2 separate regions of the Mus musculus genome follow, and region 1 is linked to region 2. The links are chromatin contacts, called in public Hi-C maps. All regions are on one chromosome and are shown on one strand. The core of a region is the stretch at or near the end of the contact, and the rest is flanking DNA. Distances in the headings are between cores, read along the strand shown.

Evidence for each region. Hi-C and Micro-C count contacts between places; a contact is called where the count stands out from the background.
Region 1: a contact with region 2 is called in a Hi-C map of CD8 T cells, with 7 times the contacts expected there. The contact joins the promoter of Mapk1ip1 here to the promoter of Usp31 in region 2. A contact is called at or near these places in 2 of 484 Hi-C or Micro-C datasets (CD4 T cells and CD8 T cells).

The regions. Positions count from the first base shown.
Region 1 is chr7:138,842,049-138,848,018 of GRCm38.p6, forward strand. It overlaps Mapk1ip1 (mitogen-activated protein kinase 1 interacting protein 1), which reads right to left and starts at 4,219. Exons shown (of 2, transcript NM_001045483.1): 1 at 3,909-4,219. Ppp2r2d (protein phosphatase 2, regulatory subunit B, delta) reads left to right here and starts at 4,338. Exons shown (of 9, transcript NM_026391.2): 1 at 4,338-4,467; 2 at 4,564-4,656. The coding sequence starts at 4,461.
Region 2 is chr7:121,703,763-121,709,685 of GRCm38.p6, forward strand. Usp31 (ubiquitin specific peptidase 31) reads right to left here and starts at 3,680. Exons shown (of 16, transcript NM_001033173.2): 1 at 2,874-3,680. The coding sequence starts at 3,491.

The DNA.
Region 1 (5,970 bases), core at 2,969-5,468, about 17 Mb after region 2:
TGCTCTGGGGCTCTCCTCAGAGAAGCCCTCACTCCCCACATCACATCAATCAAGCTGACATTTCCTCCCACAAGAAGATGAGACAACTTGCATTGTTAAGGAGCTTTGATGTACAAAGAGCTTTCCCCAATATACAGGATCCCTCAGTTACTAAGATAAATGGGGAAAGATTTGACATTTATTGTGCATAATTTAAGTTCAAATAGGTTCCCAGTGAAGAAAAATTGCAAGTTGCTGCGCTGGGTCTGTGGCTCCAGTTCCATGCCTTCTGTCGCCGTTTCGGCTCTGCACTGCTCTTGGGCTGCCCTGACTTTATAATTTAGAGAACAAAGCCATATTGTGGGATACCGGGAAGCTGTATTTCTACTCCTGAGATGAACTTATCTCCATCTGTGAATTATTTGTTTTTCAGAAAAACACTTAAAATGAGCAAGTGGTTTTTTTCTCTGACTTTAAAATATGATTCAAAAACATCAAATAGCTGACAATGTTTTTCTAAAATAAGAAAAGAAAAGCAAAGCCAGGTATCTATCACTGGGAGGGAGAGTGTCCCCAAGCTTCTAGGCCAGCCTCTGAGACTCTCTGGGCACGAATGTGATGAAGTATGTATTCTGCTCCTGATTAAAAGCCTGCTGTGTTGCTCTAAAATGTGGAGCAGAGAAGTGCCTGACTATCCATGCATCAGCCAGGATGAACAAACCAAGCTGCACCCCACCATGTCAGCAGGACAGCAGCTCTCAGCCTCTGCTTCTACTTTTGCCTTCCCTTCAGACACGGGAGGAACAGCACCGTGGAGGTCAGAGGGCAGCAGAAGGGGCAGATGCACTCCCATAGGTAAATGCCGTGGCTTTGGGAGTAGGTAGAAAGGCCAGTGCTTTTTCCTGACACCAGGACTTGAGGATCCTGAAAGTTAAGAACTTTGTGGTCAATCTTTATTCCTAGAGAGGAGGTTATGGTCTAGGGTATGGGAAGAGCTTAGCAGTAAATGCCTGATTCATACTCTAAGCCCTCAGTGGCCTCTGACTTCCCGATGGCATACATCTACCAGACCCAATGGATACATATTAGGTAATTCACCTGCTTCTCATACCCTGGGTGACACCCTAGAAATTCTAGAAGTCAGTAGAATCTGGCCAAAAGCAAGCTCAGGGATTCCAGGCAAGGAAGCAGGCAACTGGACTAGCAACTCCAGCAAGCATATAATTGTCCCAGGACCCCTGCCCCTCAGTCCCCAGGGCTCCTCTATGCTCACCTGACCTCTGCCCTAGGTTCCCGTCCAGCCCCAAGAAGTCCCAAAGTCTGACTCAGGATGGGAGCTTAGACTGAAGTTAGTGCTGGTTTACGGCTACAGGAGTCAAGCAAGTTTCTACAACCCAATCTGCAGTTAGGCCATGACAGTCAGCACTACTTGGAAGTGCACCTACTCCACTCCCGCACCAAAGCCACCGAACTTTCCATGTCTAAGGTTAGATAACATGCACCATCTCTATCCCCTCACCCCTTCCTCAACCCCTATCACCCATCAAGCTCACAGATGCTACTCAACAGCTTCAGCACCCATCTTTCTGGCTAAAAGCCCAGAACCCCACCCCATGCTAAGTTCTCATGCACTCCCTCCTATCAGCCCGCTTACATAGTAGACAGAGATGGCTCAGAGATGGCCTGCTCCTGATGGACTCTGAGCTCCTGTACACAAAGACTAGGTCGGTCTCACTCAACAGACACACAATATTTGTTTCATTAGTTACTAACAGTTGCTATGGAGACCTTAAGATCACAGAAGGCAGGGGCTGGAGCAGAGTGGCTTAAGGTCTCTAAGGAATGACCCACAAGGGTTCTCGGTCTAAGGACAGAACCACATCCTTAGAGAGGAGGACAAACAGACAAGAGAGGAAAAGTGGATAGAGTGGAGGTGGAGAACAAGGCAGGTACCCACCCCATTCCACATTAGAGTAAGCAATCGAAAACGATGGGGCTCGAGATGGCTCAGTGCATGAGAGCACTTGCTTCTCCTCCAGAGGGCCCTAGTTTGGTTCCGAGCACCTATGTCCCGCAGCTCCCTACTGCCTATAACGCCAATGCTACAGGATCCAACACCCTCTTCTGGCCTGGGCATAGATGTGCATATATTTTAAAAAGTTAAATTTGGCCTATGCTGGCTCATTTCATGTCAACTTGACAGGGTGGGGTCATCTGAGAGGAGGGTACCTCAATGGAGAAAATGCCTCCCTCAGATCTACCTGAGGGCAAACCTGTTATTTTCTTAATTGGTAATTGATGGGGAGGAGTCCAGCCTATTATGGGTGGAGCCACCTCTGTCCCGGTGGTTCTGGGATCTGTAAGAAAGCAGGATGAGCAAGCCATGAGGAGCCAGCCAGTAAGCAGCACACTTCCATGACCTGCATCAGCTCCTGCTTCCAGGATCCTGCCATGATGTCCTTCAGTGATGGACTATAATGTGGAAGTGTAAGCCAAATATACTGCCTGCCACTAATTATTAAGGCAGCTACTTACAGTTCTGTCCATTCGGTCTGTCATTCTTCATTAAGAAGCACCCCAGTACACACAGACACACATGTGACAGTGCTGTCTAGCTACATAACTTAAACATGCAGCTACAATTAGGCAGATAGGAATATCGAGATCACTTGGCATTACTTGAGATACCCATGCCTACATGGAGTCTGGATAAACTTAAGTTAAACCCCAGTTCTGCAAGCAGTCTCAGAATGCTTCTTCCCAGGCTTGGAATTCCGTCCTCAGGCTCCTCCCAAAACGTCCTCCCAGAACTATACATATGCTCTTAACTCTCCTGATGCTCTGGAGTGTCATCTGGGTGACATTCCTATATCCTCACTACTCCATGTCTCTTATTCTTCTCCATTACTCTCATACACCCAGACACATGCAGCTCATTTTATCCTCCTACTTAACTCAGAGACAGTTCTTTCAGAAACAACCCTGAGTGCTGCTACTGATGGAAGGCCCTATTTCTTCATGACTTTCTCCAGCTCTTGGCCATAGCCAGCCCTCTCATCAGAGTTCACCCCCTGAAAACAGCTTCCTGCTCTGTCCCGGACCACCTTGCCTCCACTGCTATGACTAGCCTTCCTTGGCCACTTCTGTTCTCCCCACAGCTTCTTGCTGCCCTTTAAACACATTAGCAAGCTTAGGTGTGCTCCGTGCTTGTAAACCCAGCGCCAACGAGGTGGAACCAGACGTATTTCAATTTAGAGACCAGCCTCATGTTACATGGCAAGACCCTAATCAAAGTGTGTGTGTGCAATTGAATTAAAAATAAAACATCGGAAAGAAAAGGTCAGGGTGGCCCAGCCTGTGCACTAGCTGTTCTCATTTCTAGCAGCCGCCCAAGACGTCAGCCTGAGATTCTTTCTTATCTCCTCTAATTGCTCTCCTAAAGATACCAACTGCTCCAATCTCCTTCCCCTGCTTCTGTGTTGTATTTAACTCTAGTCCACTTAACTTTCCCCAGGTTTTTCTTATTGTCTCTTCTCCGCTGAAGAGTAAACTCCACCAGGACAGACACATCACCTCTACACAAGCAGCATCCCAGCCAAGACTGAGAATAGAAAAAGCACTTGCTAAAAGGCAAAACATTTTTGAAGTGGAGAATGCTCTGGTTTGGAACAACTGCCCTCTAGTGGTGCAGTACGCTCACTGCCAACTTCATAGTGATTTCGGATAAGTCAAGCCCACGAACAAATAATTCCTCTTCATGCTAGAAAAACACACCCACAAATAAAGCAAATGTCGAGAACGGTTCCCTAGGGGCTATACTGAGAGCTCAAAGAATCCCTGAAGTAGCACTCTGATGAGATCAGTGCTCAGAAGCTACGATCAAAGATTCTGGGGGCAAGAGAGCCTGGATGATGGGCAAAATTACGCACGCAGGTGCTGGGTTCCAGGTGCTCCGGGGATCAGAGGCCCCGCCTGCCCACGGCCGAGCGCTCTCTATTGGCAGATCCACGGAGGTTCCGCGTTCCCGTTGGCTCAGCTGTAGGAAAGGCCCAGGCCTTCGAGCATCCAGTCCAGCCGGCCGCAGAAGAAAGTCTGAGGCCTTAAGAACGTAGAGGGCGTCGCGTCCTAGCCTTGACACGACTCGAGAAGGCCGCCTCTATCTGCCAGCGGACTAGTCCAAGACACTCCTCTCCTTGGACCGCAGCGGCTACGTAGGTCCAACCTCAAGACAGCTCGCGCAGACGCAGTCGGCGCACGGTGCGCCCCCGGCAGCCCCCGCGGCACTGACCGTCGGAGGAGGCGGAGGGGGATGACGTCATCCGGCGGGGCGACGGGCATTGGGCGCCATTTTGAAAAGGGGAAAAAATTCCCTCCCCGGCGGCGGCGACGGTGGCGGCAGCGGCGGCGGCGGTGGCGGCCGGGGCTGAGCGCTCGGAGCGCCTCGGTCGGCCGCGCTCGGCTGGGCGCGTCCCGCCCGCGCCATGGCAGGTGAGGGCCGTGCGCGAGCGAGCGAGCGGGGCGGGCGGGCGGACTGGACGGTGGTGGGGCGGGGCGGGGCCGGCCTGACGGCGCGCTCTGTTGCAGGAGCTGGAGGCGGCGGCTGCCCGGCGGGCGGCAACGACTTCCAGTGGTGCTTCTCGCAGGTGAAGGGCGCTGTCGACGAGGACGTGGCGGAAGGTGAGGCCCGACCGACACCCCACCCCAACCCCCGAGCCCCGCAAGGTCATGCTCGCTCAGCCGCCGGTCCGGACGCGGCCGCCTTTGCCCGCCTGACCGGCGTTGTCCCGGGAGACCCTCGGCCGGCCAGCGGCTGAAGAGAGGGAGGGGTGTCCGTAGGGAGACGGCTGCGGACGCGGGGCTGGGGAGAGACTGCGGCTGAGTCCCGCTTCGGGGATCTGTTGGGGAGACGGCGGTGGACGCTAGCCTTGGGAGGCTATGGGGATGATGGCCATGACGCCGGCCTCAGGGGTCGGTGGGCACAGATGGCCATGGAGGCCAGCCTCGGGAGGCTATGGGGAGACGACCGTGGACGCCGGCCTCGAGGGTCTGTAAGAAGGTAAGGCCGGGGCAGAGGTATCGAGCCATGTAAGGAAGATGCGGCCACAGGTCTTTGGAGTCTGGGGTGTATAACGATCTTAAATGCATGTCTCACTAGCGTCTGTACGGAGTGAAGAAAAAGGACTGTAGACACTAGGCAGCGACCCCGGGATTCCGCTAGGAGTTGGTACCACGGGGTGAGGTGAGGTCCATTTTTGTGAAAGGAGAGAGATAGGGGGGCATGGCAGTTGATCTTGAGGCCCTGTGGGGTAAATCAGGTCCCAGACACTAATGTGGGAGCCCATGCAATATAAAGGGTCTTTCATCTATCTCCCTGGCACCCGTATAAGGTGGAAGGAGAACCATGCAGGGTTATCAGTCTCCGGGGGCCCATGCTGGACTGGACTCAGGACGGGATGGAGCACCGAGTGCTCTGGATACCCTGTTTGTGGTCGTAGGTGTGCTAGTCTGTCCAGTCCAATCTCTGGCCAGGTAGACGTCGGTCAGCCCTGGATCTCCACCTCTTGTTGTTGAGCAAGAGGAACTTATTTGTCATGGGGTCTCCTGAAGCGCTACAGTAGTGGCGGTTTTCTTTTTTTAACTGAGTAGTGTTTTCTCTTCCCACACTGCTCTTTAAAGTCACTTCTCCAGACTTTGTTTTTTGATGTTGTCCCATCCAGCCAAGTCCTGGGATTTCAAACACACACTGTGTGTGTGTGTGTGTGTGTGTGTGTGTGTGTGTGTGTGTGTGTGTGTGTGGTGAGCATAGGCCTGCCTGTTCGTGCTCCTGCACGTGTGGAGGTTAGAGGACAACTTAGCAGAGTTGGTTCTTTTTACCACGTGAGTCCCAGGGATGGCCATCAGGCTTGACAGCGAATGGCTTTACCTGCTAAGCAGTCTCATCCACCCACTTACAGTTTATTTTTGTTTTTTGAAACAGAATTTCATGTACCT
Region 2 (5,923 bases), core at 2,430-4,929:
CTCAAAGCATAAGCGATTTCACACTACCCCTTATCACTTCCTGGCCCAGGAAACTTTTCTGCCTCCTGTTCAGTTATGTCCTATCATCGGCTCCTTGAAGCCCACTATTACTCGAAGTGTAATCCTTAGACAAGCAGCAGCGGTATCACCTGGGAGTTTGTTGGAAAAGCAAACTGTGAGGCCCCACTCCAGCTAATCAGAATTTACTTTAATCACAAGATCCTCAAGTGAACTATAAATGTGAGTCATGTACAAATTCAAGTGTAAGATGAGCTCTAAGGGAACCTAAGTTCCATTGGAATCTACCCCTCATAGCAAGTATCTGGCCCATTGTAGATGAGGTCATTTGGGTGAGCTGCCTAAGAGACAAAACCCTACTCATCTGCTATATTAAAGCAGAAACCAAAACACCTGCTTCTAGTCCTCATGGCAGCCAACTGACAGGTATGTCACCTGTGATGTCAGCAGAAGTCTGCTGGGGGGTTCCTAGGAGAACATTTATTTCTCTCGTGACTTCCTGTCTTCCTACTGGAATACAGGGTGCCGCAGGGGCCTCTGTCAGACAACCATGAGGTAACAAACACAGATGAAAATCCCAATAACAGCTAAGGACAACAGAGAGGAAACAGAATGGTCTGCGTCAGCAGTGGGTCCATGAACTCTCCGGAGAAACACCAGACTACTGTGCCAGCCTGTTCAACATTTCTACTTTACAAGGCTCTCATTAAGGAATCTTCCTCCTGATGCTGAATGCATTCCTATCTGAGTAAACATAAGGAAGGTGAATTAATGAATACACACTGAACTATACTGAAGTCTCAAAAGATTACAGTGTTTCAAACATGAGGACTCCCAAGAAACAGCTCAACATTGCCAAATATGCCTCTAAAATCTCTATTCTTCTAAAAGTATCGACCCATTTCTGTTGGTAGCTTAATGGATGTAAAAGTGAGCACGGCCTCATAAAAAGCAATGGGAACGACATCGAAGAATGCATTCAACTTTGCCCAAGTATGCCTAGCAATCATCCTGCACGCCTAGAATTCCTAACCTATTTCTGCTTGCTCTCATAGAGTATAGATACAGAAGGGAGCAGCACCTCCTAAAAACAACTGCAATGTTCACATGCTAAGAAGCTGACATACCAAAAAACTGCAAACTTCACACTAGGATCCTGCCTTGAAAACCTCCCCTCCACTGAGGCTACCTGTGGGTAACTATAAACAAAGAAGTGGGACCCTACACAAAATGCAGTTCTCCTGGTTTCTTACTTGGAGACCTGTAACATTAATCTTTGTTTCTCTAGTCCTCGTTCCAGACTAATACTTCCATTCAAAATTTCAAGATCAAACAGCTAACGCTTTTTCTTTTTAAGCAATATGAATGCATTATAAGCAAAAACAACTGAAAAGGTAGTGGTAGGCAGTGGCAGTGCTGCTCTTCAGCAAGAAGGCAGGACCTAGCCAAAGCAGACTTCTCAGCTGCATCATCATTCAGGCCTGCCATCCAATCAGGACTTAGAGAAAGGTATTTTAGAGAGAAACTTGATAGCACAGTGGAAAACCAGTACCACTTGCCATAAATAGAAGACAAATGAGAGAAAAAAAAAACAATAAAAGCATAATAACCTTATTAAATTTAGCTACTGTTGGGCTGACAAGATGGACCATCAGGTAAACATGACAAATTGAGTTAAATCCCCAGAACCCACATAAATGAATAAGAGAACCGACTCCACAAATCGTCCTCTGACCTCTACACAAATGCCACACACACACCCCATGCCTATGTAAATATTTTTTAATGTTGTCTACCAACGTCTCTAAACTTGATATTTGTTTTCTTTAGAAGAGCAGTGGAGAGGGGTAGGTTGATCCCAGCACACAGAAGGCTATCGGGAAGATCTCGAGTTGAAAGTCAGCCTTGGGCTACATAGTGGGACCCTGTCTCAAAAAAATAAAGAAGGCTGGTAGAAAATCAGGGTGAGACAACTGTCAAAAAATGGGGGCAACTATCAAACTGTGGAGTTCTAAGCATGAGGAAATGAGGGAAGGAATGGTAAAACTTATTTTTTCACTGTCCGACTCCATTCTCGCTAATATCATACCCATATCCCACCTCAAAGTATCCCTCATACAATCTCCAATCACCTCTCTGCTCAGCTTACAGTAAGAACCCAACTCCTTAGGATAGCCTAAATGACCCTTACCATCTGGACCAGCAAACTCCTCTGCTTCCCAATCTCATCCTCTTAGTGCACACGGGCAGCTGCAAGCCAAGGGCCAGGACCACCTCCTCCATCTATTACATCATCAAGTTCTGCCTTCTTCAAAGTACTATCTGATAACACCTGGTTCATTGTACTTAAGAATAGAAAGAAAAAAAAAAAAGCACTAAGCATGAACGGTACTAACATAGCTAAAGCACTTTATGTATCACACTGAACCCGCTAGAAGTGCCCAAACTGGGTAATCTCGCTGTCCAACGTAACCTGTCAACTTGCTAAACGTAAGTACCAGGTAAACGGGAGCATAAAGAGGCTCAGTGGTTTACTACTTAAGAAGCAGAAGCCGGATTCGAACCCAGATGGATAGATACTCTCCCACCAATACCCGCTCCAAAGATTGAAGTTCCATGAAGGCAGGGTCTTGGTCCTGGCAACATCCATCCCCAAGGCGGATCACAGGACCTGGCGCCCATGTTCTGGCGCTCGGAAGCCAAGCTGGCTGGATGAATGGTGGGAGGAATGCGTTCCTTTGTCATCTGGGTTATCTTCCAGAACTCTCTGAGCATCCAGCGCAGAAATCCTCCCGGCCCGAAGAGGAGGAGCCCAAGAAGCGCCCGAGCTCCAAGGCCCCCCGCCCCGGGCTCACCTTGAAGTCGCGGCTGTGTTGCGGGGTGTACTCCAGCGTCCAGAGCGCCCGCACCAGATGCGCCAGCTGCTCGGTGACCTCGCCCTGGCCGTGCGGCCCGCGGCCCGCCGGCTGCTCCGACTCCGGCTCTGGCTCCGGTCGGCCCGCCCGGTACTGGCCCAGAGCCAGGTACTCGGCGAAGAGCTCGGTGTTACTGAGGCACTGCAGCGTGGCGTTCATGAAGCACGTGTTGCCGTGGTTGCGGAGCCCCGCCACGCCGGGCACCGGCTCCGAGGCGCAGGCGGGAGGCGCGGGCGAGGCGGGCGGCGGCGGGCACGGCGGCGGCGTGGGCGCGGAGGCCGGCCCGGGCGGGAAGCAGCTGCGGAGGCCGCCGCGGTCCGGGGCGGCGCCCTCGGAGCTGAGGTGCGAGAGCGTGGACAGCGTCTTGAGGACGCGGCTCATGAAACTGCCCACCGAGCGCGCCGACGACGGCGACGAGGGCGCGGCCGGCCCGGGGCCGCCAGCGCCGCCGCCGCCCCCCGCGCGGCCACTCCGGAACAGCCGCTTGCTGAACGAGCGCTTCTCCTTCCCGCCCGCCGCCACCGGCGGCCCGGGCCCGGGCGCCGTTACCTTGGACATGGCGGCGGTTGCCGACGCTCATCACCGCGCCAGTCCGCCCGGACCGCGACTCCGCCACGGCCGCCGCCGCATCCCGCCGCCTGCGCCTCACCCGGCCCGGGGGGCTTCACGCCCTACACCACCTCAGAGCGCCGCGGAGAGAGCGAGCAAGAGAGCGGCGACCGAGGGGCGCGCGTGCGTCGCGCGGCCGCCCAAGTGGGCAGCTCACGTGACTCGCTGGCATCGCAGCCCCGCCCCGCACTGAAGCTGCGAGGCCGCCATATTGACTGTGGGAACAGCTCTCTCCCTGAACCCTGATTCAAGGACTCCCTCGGCTTAGGGCGTGGTTCTGCGTGTTGAAGCTCAAGACTGGCCATGTTTAGTATGGGCACGGTCCTAAACGTTAGGGCAGGCGCTGGATGGTGGATTTTAGGGGTGGGTCTCTGTCTTTGCTTGTCAAATAGAAAAGATCTAGAGAAAGTACTGAAATCAAGCTGCCACGTACCAGGTGGCAGAGGAGCTGATAGATACAGCTTTGTCTTGTCCCAGGCGGGTTAACTCAGCCTGGCTCCCGAGGGACTGCCGCGTACCCACCCGAACGTGGTCACGGAGCTGGCACATTCTGGTGGGCTTTTCTTTCAGGATGTACCTTGAGGTCTCAGCAAAGTAATATTATTAGAATTGCCTTGCTGAAAAGTTTTGTAAAATACAGCCTTTAAATCCTCTGAGCTCTCCCTTTAATCACTCAATAAACTGAGCATTTGCTCATTCATTCATTCAATCATTCATTCATCCATCCATTCATTCAGTAAATATAGCAACTGAACACTTGCTGTTTGCCAAATACTGTACTAAACTCTAAGGATACGACAAGACTGAAACTAACTGAGTTTCTGCTTGCCTTCCTATAGTGTACACTCTCAGTAGGTATTCATTCATGATTACCTCTGTATTCCACACACTATGCCAATCATGGAATACCTTCCTTGGTTTTCAGTTCAGTGCCTTTGACATCTCATTTAAACCCAAGTTTGGCTCAAAGACTTAACCTTTAAACCAAGGGTCACAGATGCACTACTATCGCAGAGGCTAGATAGGTCATAGCAATGAACAAAGAATCCTGGTGAGGGGTCGGTCATCTGCTGATCAGGTCATACTTCACATATCTTGGGAATACAAGAAATGTTGTGGACAGCGGCAACCTGCTAATTAACATTCTTCTAAAGAGATGGCTTTCGCTCACCTCCAGTCAGTTGTTCCCATGTGAGAATGAGGGCTTAGTGTTGCCAGATCAGCTGATTTTTAGAGAAAAGGTGGAAATTCTATTTTTAAATGTTGGTTCAATTTTTTTTAAAGGAAAAAAAACTGCATGGGAGAACAGCGTGCATTAAGGCTGCCTACTACTCAAAATCCACTGGTTTCTGACCTTCTCTTTGTATGTTCTCTTTGCTAAGAGATGAGCCTGAGCCCTGGTTACTGCAAAAAACAGATAATGGGAAAGAAAGCCCATAACATTTTAAAGATAGAAAGGCCACCCTACACCCATCTCAAAGCAAATAGTTTTGGCCTCTAGATTTCTACTCAATACTAAATATGGTATCCTGTAATGATGCTCTTGGTTTGCTCTGAATAGGCTCAAATCCCCTCCACTTCTACCTCCTAATTAAAACATCCATCTTAGCTGTACCTTGGGCTCCTTGTAGCATCAGAAAGAATGCCACTAGATCACAATAGAAACTGAAGCCTGTGGCCCTCCACCTTTGCACACATGCTTGCTGCTTCTAACGACTTGATCCCAGCTGTGAACCTTTACCCAAGCTGATCCATCTGCTCCAGGTATCTTTCCTTGAACTTCCTCATTTAGTTTGCCTCTCTTCATCTCTAAAATCTTGCCTTCATTAATTGCATCATTTCTGCAGACTCTCTTAGAACCTTTTGGCCATACCATTAACTTGACCCTGTTGGAATTCAACAGACAATGAGTTAGTTGTTTTCTATTGCTGTGAAGTTACCACGACTAAGGCAACTGGTAAGAGAAAGTACTTAATCAGGGGCTTGCTTACAGCTTCAGAGTTAGTCCATCACCATCATTGTGGACAGCAAGTGGGCAGAGATGACGCTGAAGCCGTAACTGAGAGTTTACATCTCACCCAAAGGTTGGAGGCAGAGAGAATGAGAGCAAGAACAAGAATGTGTGTGTGCATGCATGCAAGAGAGGGAGACAGAGACAGAGAGACAGAAAAAGACAGAGACAAAAACAAAGACAGAGCCAGTCTGGGCTTAGTGTGAGCTTTCAAAAACTCAAAGCTCACCCTCAGTGACACACAAGGCAACACTTCCTACTTCTTCCCAAAACCCAAAGCAGTTCCTCTAATTAAGGACCAAGCATTCAGATACATGAGCTTATGGGGTCACCTTCATTCAAGCCACCACAGACTTCAGTAAACTGCAGG